Regions from separate parts of the Mus musculus genome. Here region 2 is linked to region 1. A link is a contact called in public HiChIP or PLAC-seq data. All regions are on one chromosome and are shown on one strand. The core of a region is the stretch at or near the end of the contact, and the rest is flanking DNA. Distances in the headings are between cores, read along the strand shown.

Region 1 (4,413 bases), core at 718-3,217:
GAGGTAAATGCCCCACCATGATCCAGCCAGACTGGCTGCTAGCAACTGCTGACCAGAAGCTGGGATCCTTAATTTTATTTCAAGTGAATCTCAGCTCTGGAAAATGACTGAGTGTGGAAAGGTGATCTATAGTGATTCCTGCTGATTAATCATTAATTCCCTAAGACACTGAGATTCAAACCAGAAATAAATAGTTTAGTTTCAGCCTAACCCCTCTGTATTCTCTCCTTGCAGTTTTACTATAGACCAACAGCTGTCAAGTAGCAATGGCCAAAGGGGTGCTCACAGAGGAACTGAGGCAGGAACTCTGCAGCCACAGAGGCTGGGGCAGGTGTAGTCCTTTGGCCTTTTAGAACACTAAATCTTAGAGGCTGGGGAGGTGGCTCAGTGGGTAAAGTACCTGCTATGAAGGCCCTGAGTTCAAATCCCAACATGAATGTGAACACTCCAGGTGCCACCTACAATCCAGCACTGTGAAGATGGAGACCGTCACTCACTGGTCAGGCAGCTGAGTTAAAGGAGTGGGCTCCAGGATCATAGACAGACCCTGCTCGAGCAATAGAGAGAGAGATATGCCTGATATCAAATTCTGTGTGGACTCGAAAGGGGGGTGGGGGACAGAGGAGAGAGACCAAACTTCATTTCAAAGAGGCTGATCTTGCCTCAGGCTCAAAGGAATAATTTTAAGAGCTGCAGTTAAAATGGTTATAACCTAAACTTAAGCTGGCATGGTGTTTCATGCCTTTAATGCCAGTACTCAGAAAACAGAGGCAGGAGGAACTCTGTGACTTTGAGTTCTAGGCCAGCCTGTTATACAAAGCAAGTTGTGGGACAGCCACATAGTGAGACCTTGACTCAAAAAAAAAAAAAAAAAAAAAGAAAAGAAAAGCACTTAAAGTTAAGTTATTTCAATTGAACTTGGTTTTGAAGAGAGGCTTTTGTGTTGATGAGATGGCACAGGGAAACTACTTTTAAGTACTTTCTATGCAATCTGACTGAGTTTTGATCCCTAGAAACAGCCATGGAAGGAGAGAATCAAGCAGAGAGTTGGTGCATGGTGGCATATGCACCCCTCTTCTAAGTAGGTGTTGGTTGTTGTTTTTTTGTTTTTATAAAGGGGTAGCTGGCTAATATTTGGAGTATCACTAGATCAATTTCCTGGGTTGCTATCATATTTTCTTGGGCCAAAACCTCATGGTCCCAACATCTGAAATCAAGTGTCACAGGATGGATGTAACTCTGCTGTGTGATTTGTACAAGGACAGTATATTATTCTGTTTAGGGAGTGGCTTTTCTTATCAAAATTTCCACCTCTATTTCTTTTGTTCTTTCCAGGTCTTCCACCTCAATTCTCCCACTTATTCAGTAAAATATGGAATGCAGAATGCAGTGCCTTTACGGATAGATAAGGCCCCATCCTCCCTGCTCTGACCCTTGCAGAACTCTTCTTTAGACCCAGAGGCTGGTGCTTTGTGTGACGTTATTTGGGTTTAAATAAGGCATTTTCCCAGTTGTTCACGGTTTGTGCAGTCCTCCTGAGGGTAACATTCACGGCCACCTCAGCCCGGCAGTGTGGAGGAAAAGAGCAGCCTGCGGCCAAGGGGATTCGAACCGCAGTCTATCGGCCTAGGCGGAGCCAAATCCGAATAAGCGGTGGCGTGGAGAGCGGAGGCCTGGAGTGGGCGGGACCGGCAGAGGACCTCCCTAGGTGGGCGGGGAGTTAGAGACCCGCCCCCGCGCAGAGCTGAGAGTTGCGCTGCGCGGCTCCGCCCCTCTTCGGCCCCGCCCCCCGCGGCTCCCCGCAGCTCCTCCTCTCTCTCATTGGCTGAGACGTAGACCCTCCTTTTTGGCCAATGGTCGCCACCGCGGCGCGGCCGTCCGCGGTCTGATTGGTCAGAGGCCGGCAGAGTGGCGGCTAGTGAACCAATAGGAAGAGGCAGCTCGATGAATGGCTGGTCCGGGTGGGGAAGGCAGGAGGCGGCGATCCCGGCGGAGGGGGCCGTTCGCCAGCTCCGAGGCAGAAAGTGCCACGACTCCACACACGCGCACGCAGCCAGCGAGCGGCCGGAGCGGACGGCGGACGGGGCGGACGGCGCCAGGGTCGCAGTGTGTGCAGCTGCTCAGGGGCGGCTTCTCGGTGGAGGCTCGGCCGGCTCCCCTCTTGCGGTTCCGCGGCGGCGGCGGCGGCTGCTCTTGCCCTCTCGCTCTCCCTCTCGCGTCTCCCGCTGCAGGTAAGAAACTTGGCCGGGCCCTGCAGCGGCGGCGGCGGTGGAGGCGCGCGGGCTGGGCCGTCGGGGCGCCGGGCCGGTCGCGCCGCGAGTGACACGTCTCCTCGGCGGCCCCTCCCCCGGCGGCGCCGGCCCGCACGCCCGCCCTGGCGGTAGCCGCGGCCCCTCGAGTGGGACGGAGCTGCGTGTGCCAGGCCGAGCCCGTGCAGGGGCGTCGGCCGAGCGCGCCCCTCGGGGTGGATTCCCCCGGCCGGCAGGCCAGGAGCTGCGGCGGCCCCGCGGCACGACGTGGCGACCCCTCCCTCTCGGCCGGGCCGTCGGGCCGGCCCGCGCGCTCCGAAGTTGGGCTAAGAAAGTTGGCGGCGGGGCGGGGCGGCGCACAGCTGGCGGAGGAAGGGGTTAAGTTTCGGGAAGCCACCGGATGACGTTGCCGGGCCGGAGTCCGGGCCGGAGGGGGTTGGGGGGGCGGAAGGCGGTGGGCCGGCCTGGGACGAGGGCTGAGACTGGATTGGCGACGCGGGGGCCCAGAGCCCCGGGCTGCGGGCTGTGGCCACAGGACACGTCGGCAGCCCCGACGGGGCGGGCGGGGGCCACAGGGCTCGCCGCGGGTGCCGTCCGGGACTGGCCGTAGCAACTTCCCGGAGTACGGGATGAGGCTCCCTGCTCCCCCTGGCGGCAGGGCCGCAGCACCGTTTCACGGCGGGTCCTCGCGGAACCGGCACGAGGGTGCGGGACCTGGCCAGGGTTGGGGCCACCCGGGGTCCTGCCTGGCGTCTCTTTCCCGCGCCCATGATTAGTGGACCCGTGGTGCTAGGCCTGGGCGGAAGTCGGCACCTCCGGCCCGGCGGGCCAAGCGCCCTGGCACTGGGCCCGCCGTCTGTCCCGGCCCGCCAGGCTCCCCGGCAGTGCCCGGGGAAGGGAGGCCGGTTGACCCGGGCTTACTGCAGGCTGTGCAGGATGCTTCAGAGACTCTTTCCCGTAGGTGTCACGCTTCGTCGACAGTTGCTAACCAAATGCTTTCTCTCAGAGGTTTCCCATTTCCCCATCTGAGAGACAGCAGTGGAGACCCAGCACGTGTAGGGAGTAGCCAACTGGTATTGACTGTTCTTGTGGGATGTGTGTTTAGGGACGTGAGAGACAAGGGAACAAGGTGGAGCCTGGCTTGCACTGCCAACCACTGCAGAAGTCGCACACCTGGATTCCAGCCCCATGAACACCGGAGGGTCATGTCTCCTAACCTCTGAACCTGGGGTTTCTTTATCTCTTGCCTGAAGATAGTACCACCCACTCACCACTGAGGTCAGGGGAACTGAGCAGGAAGTGTGAGATCTTGTGCAAAACCGAGGGCAATTTGGCAATCAGTCCTCAGGTCAGAGGTCAGGACTGGGAAACACCAAGGAAATGAAACTTGGATGGATCCCTAGAGCCTCCCACATCTCTGTTTGCTAAGCTAGCAGTTCATTTGCTTAAAGCCTAATGGTGGGGGTTGGGGTCCTGGGTTGAATTTTGTGTAAAGACTCACATTGTAGGCTGAAGAATTGCACATTGGACACAGCCCTTCACTTAAGTATTCTCTCACCATCCACACCACTTCCTTACATTTTTTTTTTCTGTTATTGTTTATCTTAACTTCCTAAACCTAGAGAAATTTCTGGGATTTGCTGGGGGTTGTCATAGAAATGTGTTAATGAACTTTGTAAGGTCAGCCCACTATGGTCTGCCAACTTGTTTCTCTTTAGAAGCAGCTTCCTGTTCTGAGGGCCTGGAGATGCCACTTCCCTTCTGTTTAGTACAGGAGAAGAGCTACTAAGAGGTCAGCACAGATGCTGGGGCAAGCCTGGATTGTCTGGCTTCTGGACTAGTTGAGGCCTACAGAATCCCACGCTTGGGGGCTGAGGGCCAGAAGAGGAGAGCTGGAGGTTTGTGTGAAGCTGTGGCATAAGCTACAACAGAACTTTCCGCTTCCATATTTAGGACTTGAGCTCTGTTTACCTGTTCTAAGTAGTTAGAGCGGTATTATAATGTATGGATATTTTATGTTGATGGGAAACATTTTCTTCATTCTCTCTCTTTCCCCTCCTCCCATCCTGCCCTCCTTTTTTCCTTTCTTTCTGCAGTGTTTTAGGACAGAGTCTTAGGTTGTCCTGCCTGCCATTGGGTCGTCTAGGCTGACCTTGAACGCCTG
Region 2 (4,413 bases), core at 503-3,002, 97 kb before region 1:
CTCAAGAATACGTGCAGTTGATGCTGACCCAGAACCTTCCTTTTATATTTTAAAGTGTGTGTGTGTGTGTATGCATATGTATGCACTAATGTGTGTGAATGTGAATATGTATGTGTGTATTGTATTCATATGTGTATGTGTACATGCAGGTGTGTATGTGTGTATGTGCATATACTCATACTCTATAGCATTTTCCTTTGGCATTCCTCTGTTAAGAACACACATCTTACCTGCTCAGAGTAGCTACTATTCTTTTTCAGACTCAGTTCAGATGTCATCTACTCAGAAGACCTCCTTGACCTTTGTACACAGTCAGTCCTCTGTCAGAGAGCCCTTAGTTCTTTCCTCCTGTCACGTGCGTCTAAAATGTCCTCATTATTAGCTTACTGTGGTCTCCTCCATAAAGACTGATACTGCTAACTGTTCTACCAGCTTCTAGAGTGAGTCTGGGAGTTGTGCATTCAACTGCCAGATATTTTTTGAGCACCTACTATGTGCCCAGTATAACTTTAACACCTGACATCCAGATGAGAGCTATTACCTCTTGCTCTAGGGTGGGATGCATGGAGTTTCCTCCAGTAGGCTGTGCATGAGGGCTCCCTATTTTCTAAAGAAGGAACAAGACAGACCAAAGAGAGGCTGCTGGTCCAGCACACAGCGAGCAGGTGCTGGGCTAAGGTGCCCTCAGGCTCTGTTCCTGCCTTTCCAATTATTTGTTACTATGTCCCAAATTATTGCTCAAACTAGAGACACAAGGTTTCATTATTTTATGTTTAATAGTATCTCTTGCTGTTCTGGGAAATACAACCTGCTACATGGAGCCCTGTGGAGTTACAGCTTCTCTACGGAAGTCTAGTGAGAATTTTATGCATGAAAACAGAGTGATAGGAAAGGAATTGAAGTCACTAGCCGATGGCCCTGAGTGCACACTGATAGTGTGTTTCCTTTTCTTGCTCTTCATACCCAAGGTGTTTGTCTTTTGTGTCCTTTTGTCACAATTCATAGTGCCCTCAGAATAAAAGATAACTCAAGCAGAATCTTCAAATACTGGGTGGCGAGGGTGAGGTCAAGTTTGTGGAGCATTCCCAGTAAGGATCAGTGGGCAATGCAGGCAGCAGTCCCCTTTGCAGTTTCTGCAGTCTGCATCAGTTCCCTGTCTCCCTACATTTGTCCTTTATAGAATGTCCTAGAAGTGAAACCAGAAGGTAGCTGTTTGGGTCTGGCTTCTTACACTTAGTGCAGGGCATTCAACTCCATTGGTACTGTCTGGTAGGCTCTTTCTCTTTCAGAGAATGGCTGTCTTGCAGCTTACCCCAGGCCTGCTTCCCAGCTCTGGGATTCCTTAGATGAAGTTCAGTGAGAACCTCAGGCGACAAAGCAGATGAGAACTGAGATTGAATGATCTGGCTGAGCATGGGGAGAGTGGGGTGAGGCTGTGTCGTGGCCTTGGAAGCTCCTGTTACAATCTGCAGGATTCTTTGGAACATACTTTGAAGCCTGATTTTAATGCTTAGAGAGTTTCATTGTCCCTTTTAACATATCTCCAGTTTCCTACTGTAATAATAAGTGTCCTGTGCCTGGGGACACTCAGGCCTGGGACACTCTAAGACATCCACAAGACTCACCGTCTCCATTCCCATATCTTTGCAGAGGCTTCAATTTTCCAACTGCCTCTGTTTAGCACTGCAAACTGTCTCTGAGCTCACTCACCCTCCCCTCCCCTGTCCAGTCTCTGCTCATAGACTCTTAACTCTGTCTAGCCTGCTAAGCAACAGGATTACTCATAGGCCTGTGTGCCTGCTTCCAGATAAATGCTACATGGGACAGACCTTTGTTTTGCTTTCTTTTCCTGTTGCTGTGGTAAAATAGCCAGACAAGACTTCAAGAGAGAAAGGGTTTGTTCACCTCAGAATTCTGGGTTGCGTTCCACCGTTGCATGGAAGTCAGAGCAGGAACTTGAAGCAGCCAGTCACATCCACAGTGAAGAGCAAAGAGAATTGATGTCTGTGTGTCTACAACTCAGTTCACTTCCTCTTTTATACAGCCCTTGACCAAATCCAGGAAAAGGTGCCTTTAAGATGTGTTCTTCCATATCAATTAACATCACCAAGTCAGTTCCCCCTAGACATGCCCATAGGCTAACCTGAGCTAGACAACCCCTCACTGAGACTCTATTCGCAGGTGACTTGACAATACTATGAGCTGACAGTTAAATCTGAGTATCTCATTCCTCTATCTTAAATGCATAGAGAGTGTCTGGGAGATTGCATGTCAACAACACTGAGAGAGCTAATGACAATGGGACCTGATATCAGGGAACCCTGAACCGGTGCTGACAGGTCTGAACTGGTGCTGACTGCTTCACTTACACCTTTGTTATCTTTACATTAACCACCTGGACTCTTTGACCCTGGGTTTCCTCCTCTGGAGAATAGTAATAATATAAAGTAATGCCAAGTAACAATATAAAGCTCTAGTAGCCACATGCTGTAACTATTACCACAAGTTAGGTAGCTTTCAAAAGCTACCTTGTACCAGAGCCATGCACCACACAGTTCTGGAGGCAGACTTTCAAGTCAGGTATCAGCAGGCCCCGCTCTGCCTGGCCCTGGCAGTGAGGATCCTTCCTCACCTCTTCCAGCATCTACTAAACACTCCCAGTCATCGGCCCCTTGGTTTTTTTTAGCTTCATACTTTCCTTTGGCTCTGGAGTCCTAGCTGTTTCTCCGTCTGGTTGGCACAACACTCCTTTTTCCTCACTGGACTCTGTACTTGGTGATATCACCCTGTGGATTCTACAGAGAACATTCAAGGAAGGTTGTTCCAAATTCAGTTCTTGGCCAGCCACCCAGCCTCTCAGAAGACAGAGCCCTAGAAATGGTCCTTGGAGCAAGTCTTTTGGTTGGCCGATGACGCCAGAAGGTATTGATAGGGTGTGTGAGAGGGACAAAGAGAACCCAGGTGTCCTTGGGAAGGTGTATTGCAAAGCAAATCATTACTGCAGTGTACTGGCTGGTTTCGCATGTCAACTTGACACAGGCTAGAGTTATCACAGAGAAAGGAGCTTCAGTTGGGGAAATGCCTCCATGAAATTCAGCTGTGGGGCATTTTCTCAGTTGGTGATCAAGGGGGGAGAGGCATTGTGGGTGGTGCCATCCCTGGACTGGTAGTCTTGGTTCTATAAGAGAGCAGGCTGAGCAAGCCAAGGGAAGCAAGCCAGTAACATCCCTCCATGGCCTCTTCATCAGCTCCTGCTTCCTGACCTGCTTGATTTCTAGTCCTGACTTCCTTTGGTGATCAACAGCAATGTGGAAAGTGTAAGCTGAATAAACCCTTTCCTCCCCAACTTGCTTCTTGGTCATGATATTTGTGCAGGAATAGAAACCCTGAGTTTCTATTCATACATACAGCCATAGCTCCATCCCAGGGAAACCCTGGGGAGCAGTGTGGTTCTGTCCTCAGGATGAGTCCTCTGGAGGGAGAGAAGAAGACGGGCATCCTCCTGCATGCCTTCCTGGTACCCTGTGCATGGGCTTCAGAGAAAAGAGTTATATAAATAGTAGCAGAGGGGTAGGTGGACACCACCAACGTTTTGGAACAGTCCTTTCCAAAGAGGTGCACCATTCTATTAACACATGTTAGGTGTCTCCTAACCATATGCCTGGACTAAAGCCATGATGCTGGACAAGACAGAAGCAGCCCCTGCCCCCTGGGGTGTCATCTGGGAGAAGACAAGGGCACTTAAATGGGCTGTTGCTTGCCAGGGCTGTGGACACGCTGAGGGCTTTTAAAGAAGGAGGAGATGCCAGGGCCCAGGGGGAGAGGAGGCTAGAAGTACTGGGCGGTTGCAAAGGTTAATGCCTATGTAGGAAAACCACGACTTTGTAGGGGGCATGTGGAAAGAGAATGTGGATGCTCTGAGGACCCTGAATGGGTGTGGGATGGGGGAAGGGGGAGGAAGGGAGGCTGCAAATGCCGTGTTGAAGATAAAGAAGAGTTTCTGAAGAGTGCTCACCATTGAACTGAACGGAAGCTGTACATGGTGGGAAAAGTTTTTTCTGTTGACTATGCTCATACTGAGCTAGAAGGGGTGTGCAAGAATGGCAGTGGGGGTCTCTCAGCTCTTATGATCCTACTTGTGTGTGTGTGTGTGTGTGTGTGTGCATATTCATACATGTCCATGTTCCTATATGTGTGTATATAGGGGTACATTCGGAGGTTAAAGGATATCTTCCTTTATGGTTGTTTGCTCTATATTTTGAGATAAGGTCTCTCACTGAACCTGGAGCTCACGGATACAGCTAGATTGGCTGGGTAGCAGACTCTAGGGATCCAGCTGCTTCTGCCCTGTTAGAGCTGGGATTACAGACACAGAGTACCACACCCAGTTTTTACGTGAGTGCTGGAGACAGA

Evidence for each region. HiChIP or PLAC-seq counts read pairs in DNA pulled down with a chosen protein or histone mark.
Region 2: an H3K27ac HiChIP or PLAC-seq map of extraembryonic endoderm stem cells shows a contact between it and region 1. The contact joins the enhancer-like site here to the promoter of Rrbp1 in region 1. A contact is called at or near these places in 8 of 39 promoter capture datasets (the 3T3-L1 cell line, the C10 cell line, cranial neural crest and 3 more), 13 of 484 Hi-C or Micro-C datasets (B cells, the CH12 cell line, MC3T3-E1-derived osteoblasts and 7 more), 11 of 115 datasets of contacts at active chromatin or transcription factors (the 230-238 cell line, acute myeloid leukemia, craniofacial prominence and 7 more) and 3 of 9 other capture datasets (adipose tissue, embryonic stem cells and pancreatic islet).

What each region holds. Positions count from the first base shown.
Region 1 is chr2:144,008,817-144,013,229 of GRCm38.p6, reverse strand. It overlaps Rrbp1 (ribosome binding protein 1), which reads left to right and starts at 1,967. Exons shown (of 24, transcript NM_024281.2): 1 at 1,967-2,231.
Region 2 is chr2:144,105,935-144,110,347 of GRCm38.p6, reverse strand. The region is part of intron 2 of Banf2os (a long non-coding RNA gene); the gene reads left to right. Among named protein-coding and RNA genes, the nearest start is that of Banf2, 75 kb to the right of the region's middle. Within about 2 kb of position 1,752, at least 56 of the 459 cell types and tissues checked have an H3K27ac peak or open chromatin away from gene starts, as enhancers often do. A contact at or near this core is called in adipose tissue, adipose-derived mesenchymal stem cells and extraembryonic endoderm stem cells, where this site is marked.